Regions from separate parts of the Zea mays genome. Here region 2 is linked to region 1. The links are chromatin contacts, called in public Hi-C maps. All regions are on one chromosome and are shown on one strand. The core of a region is the stretch at or near the end of the contact, and the rest is flanking DNA. Distances in the headings are between cores, read along the strand shown. Region 1 holds the start of LOC100278154. Region 2 holds the start of LOC103636362 (AP-4 complex subunit epsilon).

Region 1 (5,298 bases), core at 1,434-3,933:
TAGTACACGTCCTTCTAGCGTCTTTTCTTTATTTTTCTTTTTTGGGGTAAAATTCGCGTTGTCTATTCAGATGGAACTTACAAGATTGTCCGATACAAGCAAGGTGTGTGTCTAGCCATCTGAATATGTTTTGGCAACAAGGATCCACGTCTGAACTGGACAGACGTGTGCCAGAACAACAATGAATCAATTTGCGCACATTTTTCACACCAAACTTGTTCGACGAGCTTGATCGACTCTCCACTCCAGACGCATTCAACATGTGTCGTATTGCTCGACCAGAACCAGGATGTCTGATGCTAGGGCGGACTGTATCAAAGCGTTGTTCAGGTCCTGGTCGGGAAGGCAATTAAGCTGAACGAAGAGAAAACAGAGGCCCTACAGCTGGAAAAGGCATGTGTTGTCGCTTCCCTGATTCAGGTCATCAGCACACAAAAAGCGTGGGGCGTTCGACGAAGATTGTATTATGGGCCCGTTCCTATCATGGGCCGAACTAATCTAGATGCTGGGACCGATTTGGTTGCCAAAACCCAAAAGTACCCACTTAGCAATTTCAAGGTGTTTTCTCTGAGGTAGAGAGAGAAGCAATTTCAAAGCATGAGATTTAATAATACACATATTACTGTATTATTTCAATGATACATATAATTGCTAAATAAATTGTTTCTTATTTGCAGGATGACATGTTACACTTTAGGAAAAAATTGGCTGCTACATTACTATTTTCAGATATAAACAAGAGAAAGGGGTGTCCATTATACAAGTATGACAAAGAAGTCGATGCTGGAAGCTCCTCTGATGTTCAGATATTAGATAGTCCCACAAATCCTAAGAAGAGGAAACCACTTTGTGTATCTTAAGACAACGAAGTATTGATGGAAGATGGTGATGGCCCCATCACTCAAGCAGACTTAGAAAGGTGGTTTGTTCATGATTGGGATAAAAGAACTCCTATAAAAATATCGATCGATGAGTGCACTAATGAATTTTTACTGAGTGACCTTTCCACAAAGGAAATGCCAGTGACCAAAGCCGATTTAATAGATGTTCTATATGATTACATCATGACAATTCAAGATGATACGACATTAGAGTAAGTGCTTATTATTTTATCTATTTTATAGGTACCAACTACGTAGAGTTTTGATATAGACTTTTGTCATGCTGCATTATAGGATGACATGGGTGCGAAGTTTCAACCCTTTTAAGATAGAAATATCTGTCAAAAACCTGCAAAACGTATTAAGGGTAAATCTAGATATGACTCTAAAATGTTTTGACATGGCTGTTCGATTGTTGGCCATTAAAAAGGATTAGATTAATGTACGGTTGTCGACATATTTGCCTATTATTAAAAATTCTATATTGACTCTTTAAAATAGGTTGTGTGATATTAATAATGTTTGTCACGCAGATTCTGTATATTATAGAGACTATGCACGAGATATGTAAATTAGCAAGACTCATACAAGCGCGGAACATTGTGCTGATGGGGCACAAGGGTAACTCATGCTCAGATCTTAACATGTTTGGCTTCCGAGCAAACTTTCTCCAGACCTCCAAGAAAATATAAAATCCGATCAGATATGTATCGATGATCATCCTAGCGTACTCCCGTTGCAACGCACAGGCACACACCTAGTATTAGTATTAACTAACTAACTGTGAAGAATAAGGTGGTGACGCATCAGCTCATTTCATTCCACAAAACAAAGAAAGAAAGTTAGAAGTGAGAAGACGATAGTCCTATCTTATTAATCAAATCAAACACTTTATTAATAGAGTTGAGAGTATCTCCTTCTCCACTAGCAAAAATATTCCTTCCCAAACCCGGTTGTACCTGTACGGCTGTACCACTACCAGTAGCACCAGAGCCATCGACCCAACCGCCTTTTTTGTAATTTGGACCTTTTCAGCTTTTATTTTCACAAATATGTCTTTTACGGTTTCAATTTAGAAAATGGACCCTTAGGTCGACACGGTCACTATTGGCACCGACCCAACACGTGTCGTCGCCAAAGAAATTGGCGAGGCGTTGATCTGACGTGGCGTGGCCTTAGGTCGACGCCATGGATCTTGGTGCCAACCTAGACGCCATTGATCTTGGTGCCTACATAAGGGCCCATGTTGACGTGGTCGTGGGGTCGACGCCATAGATCTTGGCGCCGACCCCTATATACTAGTTACCCCGTCGTCTTCTCAGTCTCTACCCCTATTAACCAGACATAACAAAAGAGGAAAAAATAGGAGGAAAATTACCTTGTCATAGAGGAACAATGGTTCCAAGTTGTTGATTTAGGTTGATGTTTATCGTTTGGAAAAAGAGAAATGAGTAGAAAGAACTGACGATTGAAGTGGGGTATTTATAGCCCCGTAGGTCGACGCTAAGATCCATGACGACTACCTCGACGTCAAGAGTGATGGCGCCTACTTGCTGCCACATCAGCTCCATGTTAGCCTCAATGATTACATCTAGTTGCCAAAATAATTGGCGACGACACGTAGCTTGACGTCAATAATGATGGTGCCAACCTAAGAGCATTTCCTGAATTGAAACTGAAAAATATGTATTTGTGAAAATAAAACTCTAAAATGACTAAATTGAAAGAAAAAAAAAAGGCCGACTCGGCGACTACCCCTACGCTGCTACGCCCCTACCTCTTCGGCTCTTCGCCAAGGGTTGAAGCAACATGAATCCGCCGCACCCAGAGCCGGGCCTTCCCCGCCGCCACCACCACATGGTCCACCTCCACCTCGACCCGCGCCACCACCACCACGTCCACATCCACCTCCGCTGCTGCCATCATCACCACCACGGCACCCACCTGCTCGCTCCTGCGCCGCCGGCCCGCCTCAACGACAACCAGCAGCGGCACCCGGCTCCCGTACTCTTCCCCAACACCTACCCGAACCCAAGCGCGGCGCCTGGGCAGCCAGAGCCGCCCCGCGCCGCCGTAAGGGAGGACGTGGAGGATTTGGATCCCGAGCCGGGGCTGCTGCACGCGGAGGAGGAGGAGGAGGAAGACGAGGAGCCGGTGTTCGTACTTACGGACGAGTGGGCGGAGTTCTTCGCCAAATCCGAGGCCAAGAGAAGACTGGGTAATCGATCACCACTTGCTGGTCATGCGTCTCTCTGTGGTGCGATGCTTTTGTTCTTTCTGTCTCTTTCGCACTTACTAACTCAAACGGGTTGATTTCTTGGTGTCGCCATGGAACCGTGTCGATCGACAGCTAAACAGCAGAAGAAGAAGAGCCGGAAGTGATCTGATGTGTCTGGGCCATCATCAGACAGTCTGGCCAGAGTCTGGAGCTCGGGAAGAGAACGGACGAATAGCTTGTCAACATATACGCATCGCTTTGCCAGGAGTTCATTATGTTTTTTTTTTACTTTATACAGAGAGTTACGAGTTCACATGATCTAAACACTGTAACCTTTTGAGTTCACATCATCTGAAATCTGTGCTGTATCTATTCGGACTTGGAGAAGGAAAACGAAAACAGTACTATGACAGTCGACAAGGTTATAAAGTTATGATCTTCTCACTCACCGTACAAGACGCAACATCAAGTTTTTGTAACCTGGCTCTGCTACTACAAATTTCGGTCTCTTAAAGCTTGCCTGAAAATCTGTACCATCAGCAAATAGGTCACTGTGCACCGGTAATGGTGACATAAGCTGTCTCCACATCAATTTAACCACCTCATCTCCTACTTCAAACTTTATAAACAATGTAAAGAGGTATTTTGCATAACCATACACACGATCTGCTGGAATAACCATCTCAGGGCTTGTTCGGTTAGCTCTCAATCCATGTGGATTGAGTGGGATTGGATGAGTTTAAATCCCAACTAAGTCAAACTTCTTATTAAAATTTCCCAATCCCATCCAATCCATGGATAACGGGATTAACCGAACAAGCCCTCACTCGGAACAGGAATATCCCTCCAATTCCTACATAAATCCAACAGGGTCTATGAAAATCGTTTTTATCTCTAGAAAAACCCAACATTGACAGGTTCTGCCTGTGGGAAACAATTACATGTGGCCGTGCCGCAAACAGCTGAGGTGCAGCACCATTGGGATCAAGGACGCTGGTATCACCTAATGCTTGCCGAAACAAATACTTCTCTTTCGCTTGGTCCCTGAATCAGAATCAGAGCCTGTTCAAAACCTCCCATCAGGCCATCGCCAGGTTAGGCCTTCGCCTTTGTTGCCTGCCAGGTAAGGTTGCTGGTGTCATCTCTGCTACCACCCACCTTGATTCTGATTCAGAGTAGGGGCGACTTGAGCCACGGAACCGGAAGCATCAGGTGATCGTCTGATATACATGCGTCCTCAATCAGAAATGTTGACCGTTTGATATACACGTGTCCTCAATTATAGAGATGTGCCACAACTCGGCTGTTTGCGGCACGGCCACATGTACTTTTTCCCTGCGTGTTTGGGCAGGGCTGAGGTGTCCACATAGCCATGGTGGTGGGTGGGCGAGCGAGAACGGTGGTGTGAGGTAAGCGCACATGAGTGTGTTGTGATTTGTGAAGCCTAGGCTATTGTCACCCCGCACAAAATGGAACAGGAAGGACGAAATCCTTTAAAATGTGCTATAAAGAACAAGGAAATATTTCTTTAGGACAACTAAGTCCAAGAGACTAGACAAATTGTTTTGTAAAGATAAATTTGTCTATTATTAAAAGAAAACTGTCTCCAAAAGGCTATAAATAACTCTTTAAATTTAGTAGCTCTCAATCTCTACACCTTCGCTCTCTATTTCTCAATAGCCAAATTTTCAGAAAAGTTCATCAGAAAAATGCTGAAACAAACAAACCACATTGAAAGCTGTGCTTTTTTTCTTCTTCTGAAAAATTAGTTCTACGCCGATTTCTATACATCACATTAATAGACTTTATTTTAATAAAACACAAAATATATATTTTATTGGTTAGATGAGTATAAATATAAAAGCCCACTTGTGTATAATTTTAATTCATTTTTATATAAAGCGGAACGGTGACGGATGCTTTATATAATAGATAAAAGAATACACACTGACAAATGAGGTCTATCATAAAAATAAATTAGTCTATTTCAGACAGAATATCCTTACGTGAATAAGCTGCTATCTAAAAAGGATCTCAGATTCGTCGGCGAAACTTTAATAATGAATCCCAGATTCAAATTCATTTTTTGAATAGTGGAACAGTCCCAAACAGGTCCTGAGTTTACTGTCTTGGCAGAAGCCGTAGGCTGGGATACACTGTTCAAATCAGAAAACCAGCATTCACAGATAAGAGGAATGC
Region 2 (5,298 bases), core at 1,424-3,923, 270 kb before region 1:
TGCACATGCAAAATTTTCATCTTTGGAAGTCCATGCATATTCAGTCCAAAGTTGCTGTGGTATCTACAGTGACATACTGATGACGACATGAAAACTTCGGATACAGCTGCTCATTATAAGGTGAGCTCATTCCTATGTTTGCATAATAATAAAACTAAGAATTAGTTACTGTCTAATATCAGTATTTTAATTATGTTTAGAAACAACAGTGATAATGATGGAGTATGGATATGTCATGAACAAGTCAAATCTTAAAATGCAAGTCCATTAAAGTTGAACATTCATTTCCTAGGAAGCCCAACAATACTTTATCAGGAAGGTCTTAACTCCATCCGGAGTAAGTTTGACGTCCATGAGCACCTGATAGAAAGATTATTAGATAAGCTTTTAAATGGATCTAGTTTGACCTTAAAATCACATCAAAAAGGCCTCCAAACAATCATGGTAATTTGACGTCGTTTCTGCCGAAAAAACTATGTCGTTGTTGTGAGCCTGATATTCACCCTAGGACCCTGGTCTAAATTGGAACATGCCTCAAGGAGATGGAGAACACAACAAGGAAGCCCTTGGACACCCTCACCCGTGGCCACTTCCTTAGGAGGCCAACAAGGACATCCAAGTCAAATTGGAGGCCCAATATGTAACAAGTTCAAGTTCATCTCAGAATTCAGGACTAGTCTGCAGTAAAATGAACGCCTCAGACACATACGAACTATGTTTTCAATGATTCATCTATGGATGAAAAGATGATATTATAAGCTAATTTATAGCTATGATTTGACATCAAAGTTCCACTGGAGTCAATGGGAATCGTCAGAACAAGTCAACGTCCAGAATCTGTCAAGGTGTTGAGTCACCGTCTTTTGGGTCGTTGGGCCATGTAACATGTTGATCAACTAGGGGGCGCAAATTGAGGTTCTTGGATGCCCCTTAGACTATATAATCAGTAGTCGCTGCCCACATTAGAGTTCGGGACTTCGGGTTTTATTTTAGAACAATTTGTCTTAAAACGGTTGTCGTTATCAGTTTGTGAAACCCAAAATTCGAGTGCTTAATCATACATCCGCAATTGCCAAAGACTTGAGTGTGTTTTATCTTAGTCTTACTTGTGTTCATCTATTCGCAGCAGAGATTAGCCTTCTCGACAAGGTCAACAAGATTGTGGCACGGTTGATAACCAAAGCCAGAGGAGATGTGGTGTTAAGGTTGCAGGCTTCGGGTCTTTGTGATTTAAAGTTGTATCGGTGTGTCGCTCTCCATTAAATCGATAGATATAAAAATCGGGAAGCCCCTGTCCCCATCACATACTAAATATCAAGGCATGTGAGAAGGGACATTGGGCCTGTTTGTTCAGCTTTTTTCTGACCAGCTTTTCTGAGAATCTGGCTGTGTAGAGAATCTAAGTATTATTAGGATTACGTGCGAAGGAAGATAAACTTGTTCATAGGACTCAGGATCTACAAAATGACGAATTACTACTATTGCAACAACTCAACCGATTATGTGTTTATGTTGTTTTTGAATGGTTTTTAGCTAAACGAATTTTATAGAAGCTGGCTAAAAAGTTGAGCGTTTGGTGGTTCAGCTTCTAGCTTCTGGCGACCAGAAGCCCCCCCAGAAGAACCAAACAGGGGCATTACTAAATGCATACTACCATTCATCTTGAAAAGAATTGGTCATAGGATGTCTTTTGAGACAATTTGTAGCTCATGCATGATCATTATGAGCTATTCAATGTTGGTTTCGGTCAGTTATATAAAAACATGAATTTAGCACAAAAATGAAGGGGAAAAGTGCGGACCTTGCGGAAGTTGGAGACGAGGTGGGAAACGGAGGAGGAGGATCGCTGGTAGAACCGGTGTAATGCCATGACGGCCTTCTTCCTCACAGCCTCCTTGGGGTGCACGAGCAGATCTACGACCTGGGGCAGCACGGCGGGGATGGCCTCCTCACCAATAAGGCGGCACGCGGCGGTGAGTGCTGCGCAGACGACGAGGTAGTTGTCCGACCTGAGGTCCTTCTGGATGGTGTTGACCACGAGGATGACGAGGTCGTGGCGCTCGTCGAGGAAGAGTGCGACGGCGAGGTAGCCGGTACGCTTGAGCGGTAGCGACTCGTCGTGGGTCATCTTGACGGCGTGGATGTGGCCGAAGGAAGCGTCGTGGCCGAGCATCTCGGCGTAGACTAGGCGGAGGAGAAGCTCCTTCATCTTGCGGCGTGGCACGTCGGGGTCGGCCAGGCGGCGCTTGAGGTGCTCGAGCTCGCGCGCGATGATGCGGTCCTCCTCCGCCTTGGAGCGCGCCTCGCCGATAGACTTGACGAGGTCGAGGAAATCCTTGGACTGCCCCCACCCGCCCTGCGACCCCATCGCCAGCTCCCGCCCGAACGTCCGCAGCTGCTCCATTGCCGCCGCCCTCTCCGGGTTCCTCAGCGGCGTGCGCGCGTGGCTCGACCGCCGCCGGCGACGGCGGAGGCGTCCGGTTGGAGTGGCGGAGTGGAAAGCTGTAGGAGATCTGGATCGGCGAGTAGGGAACTGACGGGAGGTGGGTTTGCTTGGAGATCGGGATTGTGATTAGCGACGAATGGGAGGGACTTCTCTTTTTTTTTTTCTCCGTTCTTTTACTGAATTTGTTCTGTTTTGCAAGGGATGTTAGCACAACTCTTCGTCTTTTCGCTCCTCGATCCGAATCTGCACGAAATATTTAAATCGTCTGCTAAATATGTTTCGAAATAATTTAACAGCTTGATTTTAATGTCCACACTCTCACTGATTATATCTATTTATTATATATTTAGTTGAGTGGGAAATATCCTTAAATTTGTTTTCGGAATTACTATAGTGTGTGGCATTATTGAATATTTGTACAAATTTTCACTTAAATACTAAAAGTCAAACATTCAACGATTAAATCAAAGTTCTTGGTGTAAATTGGATTCAACAGTAATACATCGATATGCTAATTTGAATTTTTTATAGCATGCTAATTTTAACATATATCCTAATGTAATTACTGATGCTGCGGTTCCGTTATTGAAAGAGGAAAAATGAGACGGATGGTTTTTAGATGGGTTATACTTAGAGCTGGACAAAAAACTCGTGACTCGGTAACTCGCTCGACTCGACTCATTAGTGACTCGACTCGGTTCGTTTAAAATGAGTCACGAGCTGAGCTAACAAATTAACCCGGTTCTTAACGAGTCAAACTTGAGCTGGCTCGTGAGTTACTCGCGAGCCAAACGAGTTGTGCAAATCTGCAATGGCCCGGCCCACTCATATGGAGCAACCCAACCACACGACACGGCCCACACAGGACACGTCGTTCTTCAGCCCAGCCATACGGGCGGCCCACACAACCAGCCACACCAAAGTCCAATTAGCCTCTCGGTGGCTCACTGGCTTGGCCGCACGCCGCCCGCACCACTTGCCGCTTCTTCTGGCTTCTCCCTGCGAGCTGCCCTCTCGGTCTCTCCCTCTCTCTCCCAAAATCTAAACCCTATGTTGAGAACTACGTTACCACGGATCACCAGATCCGCTCCCTTCCCTCCCGTCAGCAGTAGAGGCGCAAGAAGTTGTAGAGTACCTGTCTCCCTTCGCATAAGCACGACAGAAAAAACACACGAGACACAATGTAGGTTTGGGCCTCTGGCCTCTTTCTCTTCTCTTTCTTCCATATGAGGGGGTACATGTTCTATATATAGAAACGTGATTGCCCTCAGGGGCATATTCGGTATTTGCCCACATAACCCTTCATTAGGGTTTCTCAACACTCCCCCTTGGGCGAATACCGCGACCAACACATGTCTCATTAAAACTCCCAAAAAAACCCAGTGGGAAAATATGGAGAAAGAGCGCATGGTGACGCATATTGCATTTGCACTTTGTTGCCTCGTTAAAAACCTCATGTGAGAAACTTCAGGAAAACTCACCAAGGAAAAAGAGTACAACAATTGTCATCAGGACATATTTCGATCTTCTATATCTAGATTCAATTGAATCTTCTATAAAGGCTAACTTTAGAAATGTGTTCCCCTGATCCTTGCAAAACCGTATCAGTAAGGCAAAACATCTTCTTCTAGAAGTATATGCATATAAAGATTTAGCAAACGAATTGCATATCCTTGCAAGGACTATTTCAGGAACTTTACCTCTACTCACTTCTAGGACATACGAGGTAAGTGCACGTATCAATATAAATAAGTCACTTTGACTGATGGTGTTCGATCGACTGGATCTATATATTTGATAGAAAGTTCCATAAATGTTCACATATTGATCATCAAGCTCACGCCTTCAGGGTATAGAATATGACATTTCTTGTCTCACGGTTGTGATCAATATAAGCATTCGCTCCCCCTGACGATTACATCTGTCAAAGTCGTTATCCCTCATTATTCAAGCATATTCTTCAAGATATATGTCTCATTGTTCATCTGGAATAACGAGAATGGATGAGGTTGAGGTGCTATCATTTTCTATCTTACACCACAATTTATACATAGTTGTGCAAAGCAAATAACATGTCATTCAATAGGACTTAGGAGATAATATAGTTGCAATAGTACATATTCTAATATGACACATCGCTCCAGGCGTTCATCCATTGCAACATCTATGATGGTGTAACAAAAGTCCATCAAAGATCATAATCCATCAGGGATTTTTCATCGATCAGATATATCGTTATAGTCTGTCATTCTGGCACAATGGGGATATTTTGCCAGTAACACCTAAACCTTATAGGTTTCTGCCATCAGGGCTTTAGAGGATACCGTAATTCCACATCTAGTGGAAATTACCATGAGTAAAACTCATGGAATGCACATGTGCTTATTCGGTGAACTTCAAGTCTTTTGGTACCTCATCTTATTCCTTTTCGGGTCTGTACGGGTCTTTATCCCTTTTTTGGTGTTCAACACAGACTTTGTTTCTTCTGGATAGGTTCCATCTGGGAACGATAGTCTCAACTATGAGATATTCTCCCTACATAGGAGAGTGATCATTCATCAGGAATGTATTATTCGGTATGAGATTTATATGTTGCATATGTATAATTCAAAGATATGAGTCCTCCTAGGATCTCATGACGGATCTTCAGAATCCTATTAACTGCATATTTTAATTCATGTCATTTGCCAGATATATTACATGGCGAAACATTATTTATTCAACACATACGTGGGATGGGTCTCTCACAAGACCACTTGAACCATCGCATTCACCACACATTATTTCAATAGTACCCATAAATGTCCGAACTTCAAGCTCGCGACTTTCATTTTGCGATTATTGGTTCAGCC

The links. Hi-C and Micro-C count contacts between places; a contact is called where the count stands out from the background.
Region 2: a Hi-C map of leaf shows a contact between it and region 1, with 3 times the contacts expected there. The contact joins the promoter of LOC103636362 here to the promoter of LOC100278154 in region 1. A contact is called at or near these places in 5 of 25 Hi-C or Micro-C datasets (ear, leaf and tassel).

Annotation. Positions count from the first base shown.
Region 1 is chr8:168,538,619-168,543,916 of Zm-B73-REFERENCE-NAM-5.0, reverse strand. LOC100278154 reads left to right here and starts at 2,683. Exons shown (of 2, transcript NM_001290439.2): 1 at 2,683-3,099; 2 at 3,232-3,737. The coding sequence starts at 2,691. The coding sequence ends at 3,263. It also overlaps a transcript of LOC100283646 not described here.
Region 2 is chr8:168,812,396-168,817,693 of Zm-B73-REFERENCE-NAM-5.0, reverse strand. LOC103636362 (AP-4 complex subunit epsilon) reads right to left here and starts at 2,673. Exons shown (of 11, transcript XM_008658720.4): 1 at 1,802-2,673. The coding sequence starts at 2,404.